3 separate regions of the Mus musculus genome follow, and regions 2 and 3 are each linked to region 1. A link is a contact called in public promoter capture Hi-C data. All regions are on one chromosome and are shown on one strand. Each heading gives the region's core, a stretch centred on a gene start, on an enhancer-like site or on the middle of the called end of the contact. The rest is flanking DNA. Distances are from core to core; before and after follow the strand shown. Region 1 holds the start of Il1r2 (interleukin 1 receptor, type II). Region 2 holds the start of 1700066B17Rik (RIKEN cDNA 1700066B17 gene). Region 3 holds the start of Map4k4 (mitogen-activated protein kinase kinase kinase kinase 4).

Region 1 (3,740 bases), core at 841-3,340:
CTGCTTCAAATCTCTTGACTCTGACCTTCAGACCAGCTCACAAAGAGTAAGGCTCTTACATGGGATCCACCAACCTGTTCTTCCTTTAGCTTAACTAACCGAGCCTGAAGTGACCCACAAAAATCCTTCATCCTTACTACTTAAGGTAGTACACTAAGAGTACTATATAATACTATATAGTACTAGTAGTACTATATAAGGTAGCATGTCTGTAAGTATTCTTCTGTTTATCCACCCCAGCCTTACTCAATGAGAGGGGATTCTACAGGGCATGAATCAGTGGGTCTCATTCTACAGTCCCGCCTGTTGCACACATGTAAAACATCTGATGACTACGACCTCTCGAACATTCAACACTCACCCAATGCTATACATTTACTCATTCCTCACTCCCAAGGAAGGTCTCTTTCCTGACTCTTGAAAGCTTGGTTGCTCACAACATGATCAACACGTGAGAAGAAAGCAGATGCCCAGACATCAACTCTCAGGAATAAAAGTCACCTGCGTGTTTACAAGACTCCCGGGAGATGCAAGAAGCAATGATCTCACAAGTTCCTTGTCCACAGATAACTCCCTCCGTCCTGGGCTCTCTAATGAGCATGAGCCTCATCTAATCTCCTAAGAAAATAGTCCTCCAAAAGGGCTCTTCCCATACAAGCAGTTCCAGCGTGTGATCGAGTCCTTGGGCACACACCCACATCTACTGAATCTGAAAAAAAAAAAAAAAAAATCTGCGTGGGCCAAGCAATGCGTGTCGTAGGCAGATATGGTAAAGGCCAAGTTGGAAGACCTGATAAACAGAGTAGTCGGAAGTTCCTTGAAAAAGCACCCGCTTCTGCCGCTTCTGCTGTCCCTAGAGGCTGGCGCTGCTATCCTGGGGTATGGGAGGAGGGACGTGATCACGTGATCTCCCCGGTCTCACTGTCAAAAAGTCGGACGTGGTCACGTGATCGCTCCATTCTCGCTGTCAAAACAGTAGGATTTGAGGGTGAGCTGGGAATGAGAATGGCTTGGGGAAGCCCAGGACAACCTGCAGCACACGAGGGAGGGTCCATCCCCGCAGCACTACCAGCTAAGAAAAGGAAAAGAATGCATTGAGGCAGGCGAGGCTCAGAGAGGCCTCGGGGAAGACATTCTTCTGCACTTATGCCTGTAGGAACAAGATGCTGATCCCGGAGAGCAAGCCTCCAGGTAAGGCAGAGCTAGAGGAGGGTGAGGTTGATGGAAGCCGATATGGAACACGGACGGAAGCCAGCAACATCCCACTGCAAGCAGGGACTGGGAAGGACAGGCCAGTCTTTTGCCTCTATTTACACAGTAGGAAACCCAGAGAGAAGCTCTGGCCAAGATCACCCTGTGTAAGGAGGCTGAGGTCAGAGACATATAAGCTAGGGCTCAGAAGGGAAAAAATGGGCTTCAAAATAGAGTAGGGGACTGAAGAGAAGAGACTTTAAGAAGCAGAGGAGGGAAAAAAACCAGTACATTCATTTATCTAATAACTGTGTGTGCCAGGCAGGTCTTAGAGTGCTGCCCAGTCTGCCTGGAAGCTATGGTTTCTGAGAGGCATCAGGTACATTTAAAAAAAAAAAATCACCCTAGGAAAGTCCCCAAAGCCTTTCAACGTGCTCTGCGCTCTGTCCCAGATGCTCAGCCTCCCAAGGTAAGAACCCAGCCCACTCCCTTCCTCCAGGTGAATTCTAGATGCTTGTCTGTCCCCTGCTACCTGGATCTGTGGACATTCAATAGCAGCTCTCTGATGTAGTCCCCCCCCTCCCTTTTTTTCTAACAGAGAAAACGAAGTAGAAAACAATCAAGGAATAAAGTGACCTCCACACAGGTGAGGAGACCGCTCACCCAGAGGAAGCTAGGAGACTCATAGAGGGTTGCCTGAGGACCCACTAAAAGCAGACCTGATGTTCAGACTGGTGTCTGACTGGTGACTGGCTTCCTGGTGTCTCCCCCTGCCTCTTTCCCACCTTCTTACCTGGAGCTGTGTATTCTTGTACCTTGCTGCTTCTTGCCTGACTGGGGAAGGCTGCTGGGCCAGACTTTCACCTTCTGTGATGTCCCAGCAGCCCCCTCAGGGATTTATAGGCTCCTGCTTGTGGTTTCCTAACTGGCCTGTGTCACTCACTCTAATTGGGTGGTGGTGGACACACCTTTTCCCTGCTCACGGGGAGCACCCTGCTCATGGTGCTTTGTGCGTACATCCTTGCCATATGGGGAAGTGGCCTAGGAAACTCTGAGTTTCCTTATTTGAGTGTGTGTGTGTGTGTGTGTGTGTGTGTGTGTGTGTCGCTAGAATGGCATGCTTCCAGCCAAGAACACATTTTAAAGTGATGCTGGCTGTACATGAAGAAGTTGTAAACAGTTTCACAGGCAAGATTTCACCCCATCTGCTGGATGCTGCTTAAAACCCAACCATGGTCCCATTAAAGAGAAAAGGAGGGTTTTAAATGAGTGGGACACAAGATCCCCACTCCCACCCCCAAGGAACTCTTCTTGACTAGGAGGAGGATTAAATGGATGGGCTTGTTTTAGGGGGGCCTTTGTTTGGCTTTTTGTTTGTTTGTTTGTTTGGTTGGTTTTGTTTTTAACTTTTTGTCTGAGTCTTTGGAAGCTGGGAACATGCTGCTTAATGTAGAGAAAGTGACTGCTAATGTAAGTTAAGGATTTCCAGGTCCGGAGACAGGCTCGGGTTTGGTGCTTCAGGAAAAAGTGGTAAGACAGCCAAAGGAGGAAGAGGATGGTGTGTGTAGTGCTGCAGTCCATGAGCCAGAGAGCCAGAGGCTGGACAAAAACCCAAGACATGGATGCTGCCCTTGTGGCTCCAGGGACCCTGTATGGACTACAATTCATTCTAGCCCACTGAGGCCCATGCAGACCTCCGACCTCCAGAATGATGTAGGAATAAGAACAAATGCAAATCTCATCCCCTGCCCCCCACCCCCGCCTTCATCTTACCTCCCCAAAAGGAGTCTGAAGCCCATGTTTTCTCTCCCTGTCCTTAATTTGTGAAGTACTTATGAGAAAGAATTGTTTGTATGACAAAGAGTCCTTCTGTTGCCCAGCTGACCAGAGTAGGGCTTAGAATTCTCCACCACATATTGTCTCACTGTGAATTTTATCCTAGGTATTTGATGACCATATTTTCTTCCATCAATATCGCAGAATTTGTATCTGCTAAAGACAAATGAATGGTAAAGACAATGTGTCAAAGTATTCAGAGTTCAGACCACCCCCTCAAACTGGGCATGCATGCATGATGTTGGTGGCTCACACATACTGTCTTCCAGTCACCTTCCTCCACTCTCTGGGCTGCATGTCACTTAAAAGTACCTTGCCACAGGTTTTCCATGGGTGGCTTCTGGTTTCTGAGCCAGAACCACATTGGGTCTAATTGAGGAGGAGTCTCTACCTCAGCATTTGCAACAAGCATCTTGGGTAACAGGCATCTTGAACCTCAAAGGATCTTGGTCATTTCCCATGCACTGGTGGGGAAGTTGAACTGAACATTCTATTGCTGCTGGGCCCATGAATGGAGATGGAGGGATACAGGAGAAGCAGTCATTGTTCCATGGGTCCTGCTGAGGCTTGCTACTGTCACTACTAAGTTTGAACTTTAGTAGTGGTAGTAATAGTAGTAGTTGTTGTTCTTCTTCCTTCTCCTCTTCCTCCTCTCCCTCTTCCTCCTTCTCCTCTTCTCCTCTTCCTCCTCCTTCTCTCCTCCTATTCTTCTT
Region 2 (3,740 bases), core at 835-3,334, 240 kb after region 1:
TGGTGTACTCAAAGCAGGTGAAAGGCTAGGAAACACTTCTCAGAAGAGGCAGGCACCGTCTTTAGGGGTTCTGATAGTACACATGGGGAAGCAATATTTCAAAAGAATACTAGAGTGGATGCCCACAAATGAGCTGTATGAGGATAGTCAGGGCAAAGCAAATGGGCACTACAGTCACTCTACACCGTGTCCTGTGCAGGAGCAGAAGTCGGTCAAGAAATCGGCAAACACTGGCCCAAGAAGCTGGGCTTAGATGGTGAGACGTGTGCAGATCCTTAAGGCTTAGAGCAGAGGTGTCAAGGTATCATGCCTTGGGTGGGAGAAACCTAAGATGTTAAGGGGTACATAATACAAGAAAAGGTGGGTGTAGGGGTGTGTACAGGGGCCGTGGTAGCTCTTGAGTGCTCTGTTGAAGGGCTCCTCGGTGAATTTTGTCCTCTGACATCATTATCTAAAGTTCTAAAGACATTTTTACTAATGAAATAGGTTTTCACAAATACTGTATTAAACAGCAATTATGCAGTCAGTCTTTGAAAGGGACAAATGGAATGTCTGGTCACAGTGTCAGGCAGAGGAAAGAGGGGACTGGAAAGGTTGTAGGGGTCTTAGGTGAAGACAAGGGAGCCCGAGTAGGCACTGCTCCGTAGCCTGTGGGAACTGCCAGCACTCACTGGGACTGGGAGCACAGTGGAATCAGGCTCAGAGCGCAGGTGAGGACTGGGAGCTGCATTTTATTTCGAAATCACAACATCTCATTAGTCCTTTTCCCCGACACCTTTGATGTTTTCATGAGATATATTACTTTTTGCAATTAAAAAAAAAACCATTTTGCTTGATAACTATACACCCAGCTTTTAGATGGGTATAAGAAAGCAATATTTAAAAGGACCAAGGATTTGAATGAGATTGACCATGGCTAGGGATGACATTATGCCTTTTTCTTCCACCTCCAAAATCCATGTGTTGCGGCGATGCCCATCTCCCGTGTCCCAGAATGGAGTTCATTTAGAGAAAATGAGTTTACAGAGATGATTAAGACAAAGTCATTAGGGAGAACTAATCTAATATGATTAGTGTCCTTATAAGAGAAGGAAATTAGATACATATATAAACGGAGGTAGAATACAAGGCCACAGGAGAAGGCCCACCATCTATAAATCAATAAGACAGCCTACAGAAGAAACCAGCTGCTATAGTTCAGAGATGACTTGAGTGTCCTCCTCAAAGGGTCATGTGTGGGAAATTTGGTTCCCAGTGTGGCAGTGTAAGGTGGTTGAACCTTTAAGAGGTGGGGCCTATCGGGAGGTGGTTAAGTTTTTGTGGATGCTGCACTAGGCAGGGATTGATAGAGTTGTGACACTCTGGTCAGGTCCTTGGAGATCAAGCTATAGAGCCTGAATTTCTCTGATTTCGGATCTTGCTATCCGATTTCAGCACATGTTCCTGCAGGGAGGCCCTCACCAGAGCTGAGTGACAATCAGGGCTGTGCTCTTGGACTTGAAGATGTATGAGTTAAATAAAACCTCTTTCTTTACAAAGAACCCAACACCAGGCAGTTTTGTGGTTTTTTTTTTTTTTTTTTTGTAGCAGTGGAAAATAGACTGATATACCAACACTGATGCCATCTTGGACGTCTAGCTTTCAGAGTGGGCAGAAAGCCAATTGTTTTACAATTGTCTTCAGCACCCTGTGATAGTGTGCTATAAACTAGCACCGCCATCTTGCTTTAGAGCTGCAACCTTCCTAATGCTGTGATACTTTCATGCAGTTCCTCATGTTGGGGAGACCCCCCCCCCCAACCATAACATTATTTTTGTTGCTACTTCATAACTGTAAACCTGCTACTGTTACCAATCATAATGTAAATATTTGATATGCAGGATATCTGATATGCTATCCCTATGTAAGGGCTGTTTGGCTCCAGAGGGGCCACTCAGCCAACAGGTTGAGATCTACTGCTTTAGAGGCATAGGAAGATAGAAAAAGCTTTTGGAGATAGGTATGGTGAGGGTGGGGGAGGGGAAAACAGGAAGTGAAGTCACAATATCAAAGGGCATCTCCAACCTGAGGAGCGGTGGTCTGTAGACATCATTACACAGAGGCCGGTGAGAGCATCAGCTCCCAGAAAGCTTCCTGGACTTAAAATCAGGAAGTCGCTGTGACCTTTGAGATGACGCCACTGTTCCAGCAGGGGAAGTCCAGGCACACTGGCTTAGGGAGGGACGCAATGCCACAGTCACGTCTTGATGGCAAGACGTTTCATGTGAAGGCTAGGGACAGATAGGACAGTAGTTACAGGGGCAGAACTGAGAGAGAGCTTTTAAAAAGTGGTTTTACTATTATATCTTAATTGCACATAATAATTGTTTTCATTGTGCATTTTGATCACTTTTATCCCCTCAACATCTTGTCCCTCCCACCCTCCATTAATCCCGTTCCCCTTCTCAACTAGTCCACCTTCTAACCTCATCCCCCCTTCCTTTATTTCATGACCCAGTAAGTTTCATTATTGTTATTTACAGGAGCGCCGGGTTGTTGTTTGTGGGAGCATGGGTGCCTTACACCAATGAAGAAAATATCTTTCCTTTCCCTGTCGACTGTCAGAGAGAGAACGTTTTTAAAGAGTCGGGGAAAGTCCAGGGGAAGCCAAAGACTAGGAGGAAGGGAGGAAGGGGGAGGAGAAAGAGGAGAAAGGGAGGGGGAGGAGAAGAAGGAATGGGGGGAAAGAGGAGGAGGGACCAGAAAAGACCCTGGTGTCTAATCTACCTTTGTTGAAAAAGTCACAGGACGAAGGCAGGTCTGAGGATAGGGCTGGGGGTGGGGTGGGGGTAGGAGAAGGAAGAGGTGCTGTGTGGCATCCCCATTCTGAACAGAGTCTCCCAGCCCTGGACTGCTCCTTTCCTTTAGCCTCCCCTGGCTTGCTCTGATCTCTACTGTTACTGAGTTTAGGAGGTTCTAGGTCTATGCCTGGCTCCCAATGTTTGAGCACCAGCATGTATTACTCAAGGGCTTCCCTAGCTGCTGAACAGGGGCCAGACCATGTTGAAGTCAGCACCGAGGCAAACACACAAACCTTTGAGGTCAGGGATCTGGGCATCCAGAGGAGACCCAGAGCATATTCTTGTTCACCTCGCTCTCCAGCAAAATGCTCCAGTGGTTTTTCCTGGTTGGGCCTCTCTGGGTTCAGTCCCCAGGCAGACCCTTTGTTTTCTTAGGCATTGGTTGCAGAATTACTGGCAGGCTGGACTCTAGGACATTGCCTCCCCCGCTTAGTGGTTTTGAAACTTTCAAAGAGATAGTTCAGTCCATCTTTCAAATAACATTCCAGAAATCCCTAAAATATCAAATGGCTAACGGTTTGTGTTACACATATATATTCCCACTATAGCCTCAGCTTATATTCACACACCATAGAGCCCAGTAATGTGAACCGAGAGCAGCTTTACAGATGGAAAAATGTAGAAGGGTTATGGGAACCTGGCACCGTCTGAAGCCAGCCTTGGGGTTCAGATTATTTTTAGAGTTTATTTTGGTCACACTGTAATGAGAAATTCCTCCTTCACACAGATAAAGGATTATATAAACCATAACAATTAAAAAAAATAGTCAGCCTTGCAACCTTGAAATATTTCTGTAAGTCATCAGAGAATGGCAGGGACCTGATATCTCCCAACGTCTTTACAACGAACTTGTTTTGTAACATACCTATTGGTCTGCAGTGAGGATACGTTGAGAGCCAT
Region 3 (3,740 bases), core at 610-3,109, 180 kb after region 1:
CCTATTCACAAGGCTGAAAAGGGACAAAAGAATCCACACTTAATTTGGCCTCAGAAAATGTCTACAGTCAGCTTCAACCACCACCCCCATTTTTAGGGAAACAATGACAATTCTTCATGGTGAGCCACAAAGCCCTCCTTCATAAGATAATTTTTCTCTGTGTGTGTAGCTCAACCTTGACCCAGTCCCAGTAACTAGAAAACTCCCCAAGCAAAGATAATTCCAGAAAACCGTTTACCAACAAGAAGGAAATCAGGAAACCGAACGAACGTAAAGGTTTTTGCTTTGTTTTGTTTGTGTTTTTTTTTTTTTTACACTTCGGAGCCTGAGCCGCCTTCTAGACCGAGCGAGCGAAACAGAATGAACAACAGTTCACAGCCTTAGGTGCCAGCTCCGCGGCGACACAGGCCAACAGATTCCTCAGCTTCATCTGCAGCCCAGGGAGGAGGATAAATTTAAAGAGAGAGAACGACCAGGGGTGGCGGGTGTGAAGTCTGGCATCCTCTCTACTCCTTGCTCTCTCTCCTCCCAGCCATCTCAATTACACAGCTGTCACAAAGGTTATTCCTGGAATTCACATTTTATAATCCCCACACTGTAATTCCTCCTGTTCCCGTGGCCCAAAAGCACACTCCCCCGCCCGCTTCCCCAAGATACTGTCCACTAGAACAGGGTATGCTGGCCAAGCTTTAAAATCAGTACCAGGTAACGCTAGCCTCCCCAAGTTGGAGCCTACGGCAAGCACTCCGAAGGCAGAAGCACGATGACATGTCTCAAGAATACCAAGGCAGTGGCTGAGTGGAGTCATAGGCAAGGCCTGTCTACACCGAATTTTAATTCACGGACAAACGCAAACGCATGAAGGCCAGATTTGGAGGAAAGGGGGTTTGGGGGGAGACCCTGTGGTCACCCTCGAACACAAAATTCCTTTTCTATTTTGCTAAAGCCAAGTGCATGCCTAACAGTGTAGCTTATTTCCTTTATCTCAAAGCCAGGAAATGAGGTCTTTTAAGGCCAGTCTGAACACAGGCAAAAAAACAAAAAAGAAAAAGAAAAAAAAAGAAAAGCCAGGCGAAACCCCCTTTCCCAACTTTGGCCAGGCGGCACGGCCTGCAGTCAGCAGCGTTTCGTCACCCTTTCCCTCGTCCCCTAAGAAGTTTCTCCACGCCACGGGGAACAAAGGCGCCCCACACCGACCTTATAGACTTGTCCATAGGTGCCATTTCCAACCACTTCCACCAGCTCAAAAATCCCAGCAGGGTCCTGGAGAGAGAGGAGGGGGAGGTTATCAACTCAAAAGAGGGACCCCAACCGAGGAGGGCGAGAGGGCGGAGGGAGGGATGCAGGGCGGTGACAAAGGCTCGCCCCGCCGGGTCCCCGGGAGCGCCGTGGCACCCGCCCGCCCGCTCGCCCGGCAGACAAAGGGGCCGCCGCGCCCGCGGGTGTCCGTGTCCACCGCGGCGCGCAGGGCGCGGCCGCACTCACCCGCAGGGACGACAGGTCAATGTCCACCAGGCTCTTCGCGGGAGAGTCGTTCGCCATCTTCCCCGGGTCGCCGCTCCGGGAGCGGGCGAGAGAGCGAGAGACGGGCAGGGGCTCGGCGGCGCCGGGGCTCGGGCCGCACGGGCAGGCCGCCGCCGCCCGGGCGGCTTGTCGTCCGGTCGGAGCGGAGCGCGGCGCGGAGAGCGCTGGCCGCGGAGCTCACACCATGGCTTGGCGGTCCTCCCTCGGCCCCCACCCGCCCCCCGGGCGTCGCCCGCCGCCTCAGGCCCCGGCGCCCCGCGCGCGCGCGCCTGCACGAGCGGCCCGGAGCTGGGGCCGGAGAGCGCGGCGAGCGAGCGAGCGCGAGGCCGCGAGACAAAGATGCCGCGGGAGGCGGGGGCGGGGGCGGGGACGCGGGGCACCGACCGGCGCCGCTGAGGAGGGGCGAGCGACTCCCCCGCCCCCTCCGCCGGGAGAGCGGGCGGAACCCGGCCCTCGCCCTCGCTCGCTCGCCGCCCGCCCGCGTGAATATTCAGCAGGGGTGGGGCTCGAACAATGGCCGGGCGGCCGGCCCTCCGCGGATGGTGGCCCGGCCCGGGGTGGGGCCGGGAGCCCTCGGGGCCTTCCCGGAGGAAGTGCGGGGCGCGGCGGAACACCCCAGCCTCCGCTAACAATGAATGAAAGACTCGGAGCGCCCCGGCGGCCCCGTGGACACCCCACCCGCGCCGCTCGCCCGGGAGAGGGTGTGCCAGGACGCGCCGGGGTCGGGCCTCGGACCCCTCCGCCGCCTACGGCCGGTCGGTCCCGTAGACCCTCGTTTCCTTTTTACCCCCCAAGGGGTGTTCCTCTCCTTTCTCCTTTCCTGTCTCAGTTTGTGGCTTGGTTGCTGCTGGAGGATTCGCTGAGCATCACTTGACCGTCCGGGAGAATCCAAAACAGTCGCTGTGATTGCTCGCTGCTGTGTTCCCCGAGCCAGTTTGGCCCATGGGAGGGAGGGCGGACGGGCGAGCCCTCTGCTCGGGATCTAAAACCCTGACAGTACCTGGATGGAGATCACCACGGGTCACCAAACAGGCTTCTTCCAGCATGCCACAGCAAGTCAGCTAGGCAGTTCAACTACTGTCCCTCTTTATCACGTCCCAGGACCAGCCAAAAACATGTTTAGTGACTCCCTGTTACCTCACAGCGGGTGTTCTCAACAGTATCCCAGAATGGCCAGGTACAAGATCGCTGTAAAATTGCTTGACTCCCACATGTAGAAGGCCTAGAATGGGCCTGATAAGTTAAGAGATGAAGCTAAGCTTGGTGTTACATGGCGCCCCCCAAAATCCACTGTTTCATGGGCATCTAGTTGTCAATAACGTTCTGCACCTCCCTCCCCACACACTCCACACTGTTCTGATTTAAGCAGTACACACCTTATAGCCTCGGAGTAGAAAACCCCCAATACTGCAATTGTTGTACTCAAACCCTAAAGACCCTAGCCTAGAGAGGAGCGAGCATACTCTCCACTTCGGCCTATACCCAGAGTTCAAGTCGCTGCCCCCAGAGAATGTCCAGCGCTCTTCTGCTTGGGTTACGTTCTAAGATGTTTGACATGAGACTCCATTGTAGAGTGAAATTATATTCGGAACTCCCAATATCTGTTCCTTAGGAAACGCACAGGAACAAAAATGTTGGTGAATTTGTTAGCGCTTGTCTGGTTTGGCTTTGTTATTATTTATTGATAATACAGTGATGTGTGCAGCCCATTTCATATATCTTATCTTACTGTTCTTCACGTGAACCTTGAGTGGTACTCTTAATTTTGCTGCTTTATACATTAGGAAATAAAATCTGAAGAATTACCTCGCCCACTGTGCACAGCTGATGGCTATACAAATACGGCAGTCTCTCGGCACCGCCCCCCTCCCCAACCCACCCCCACTCCCAGTCCCTAATCCCAGTCTTTCCACAGGTTAACATCAGACCTATGACATGGAGGCCTACCTCATACCACTTCCTTCTTATCTATATGAATCCTTTCCCATCAGTTCAGAGCCATTACAGCCATTACATCCTACTATCTCGGATTTCTCCAAGCCCCGCCCCCCCCAACCCCTATCCTAAGATGCAGTGAGCAGGATCCGTACTGAAGCCATTGTTTTCCATTTTCAAGGCAGTATCTATTATTGAAAGGGCAAGCCAGCGCCCAGGATATCTGAAAGAGCATCACAATTTGTCCTCAGAGAACTTAAAGCTAATGTCCAAAGGGCAGT

Evidence for each region. Promoter capture Hi-C pulls out the DNA fragments that hold promoters and counts their contacts.
Region 2: a promoter capture Hi-C map of hematopoietic stem and progenitor cells shows a contact between it and region 1, with 4 times the contacts expected there. The contact joins the promoter of 1700066B17Rik here to the promoter of Il1r2 in region 1. A contact is called at or near these places in 9 of 39 promoter capture datasets (the 3T3-L1 cell line, cranial neural crest, embryonic stem cells and 5 more), 1 of 484 Hi-C or Micro-C datasets (regulatory T cells), 2 of 115 datasets of contacts at active chromatin or transcription factors (bone marrow-derived macrophages and thymic regulatory T cells) and 1 of 9 other capture datasets (liver).
Region 3: a promoter capture Hi-C map of pre-B cells shows a contact between it and region 1. The contact joins the promoter of Map4k4 here to the promoter of Il1r2 in region 1. A contact is called at or near these places in 3 of 39 promoter capture datasets (the C10 cell line, neutrophils and pre-B cells), 3 of 484 Hi-C or Micro-C datasets (centroblasts, myocytes and neutrophils), 1 of 115 datasets of contacts at active chromatin or transcription factors (memory CD8 T cells) and 2 of 9 other capture datasets (adipose tissue and pancreatic islet).

Annotation. Positions count from the first base shown.
Region 1 is chr1:40,083,064-40,086,803 of GRCm38.p6, reverse strand. It overlaps Il1r2 (interleukin 1 receptor, type II), which reads right to left and starts at 2,090. Exons shown (of 9, transcript NM_010555.5): 1 at 1,985-2,090. Gm16894 (predicted gene, 16894) reads left to right here and starts at 953. Exons shown (of 4, transcript NR_037980.1): 1 at 953-1,191; 2 at 1,517-1,660; 3 at 1,790-1,837.
Region 2 is chr1:39,845,674-39,849,413 of GRCm38.p6, reverse strand. It overlaps 1700066B17Rik (RIKEN cDNA 1700066B17 gene), which reads left to right and starts at 2,084. Exons shown (of 5, transcript NR_040465.1): 1 at 2,084-2,105; 2 at 3,568-3,740.
Region 3 is chr1:39,899,032-39,902,771 of GRCm38.p6, reverse strand. Map4k4 (mitogen-activated protein kinase kinase kinase kinase 4) reads right to left here and starts at 1,859. Exons shown (of 32, transcript NM_001252200.1): 1 at 1,486-1,859; 2 at 1,198-1,263. The coding sequence starts at 1,542.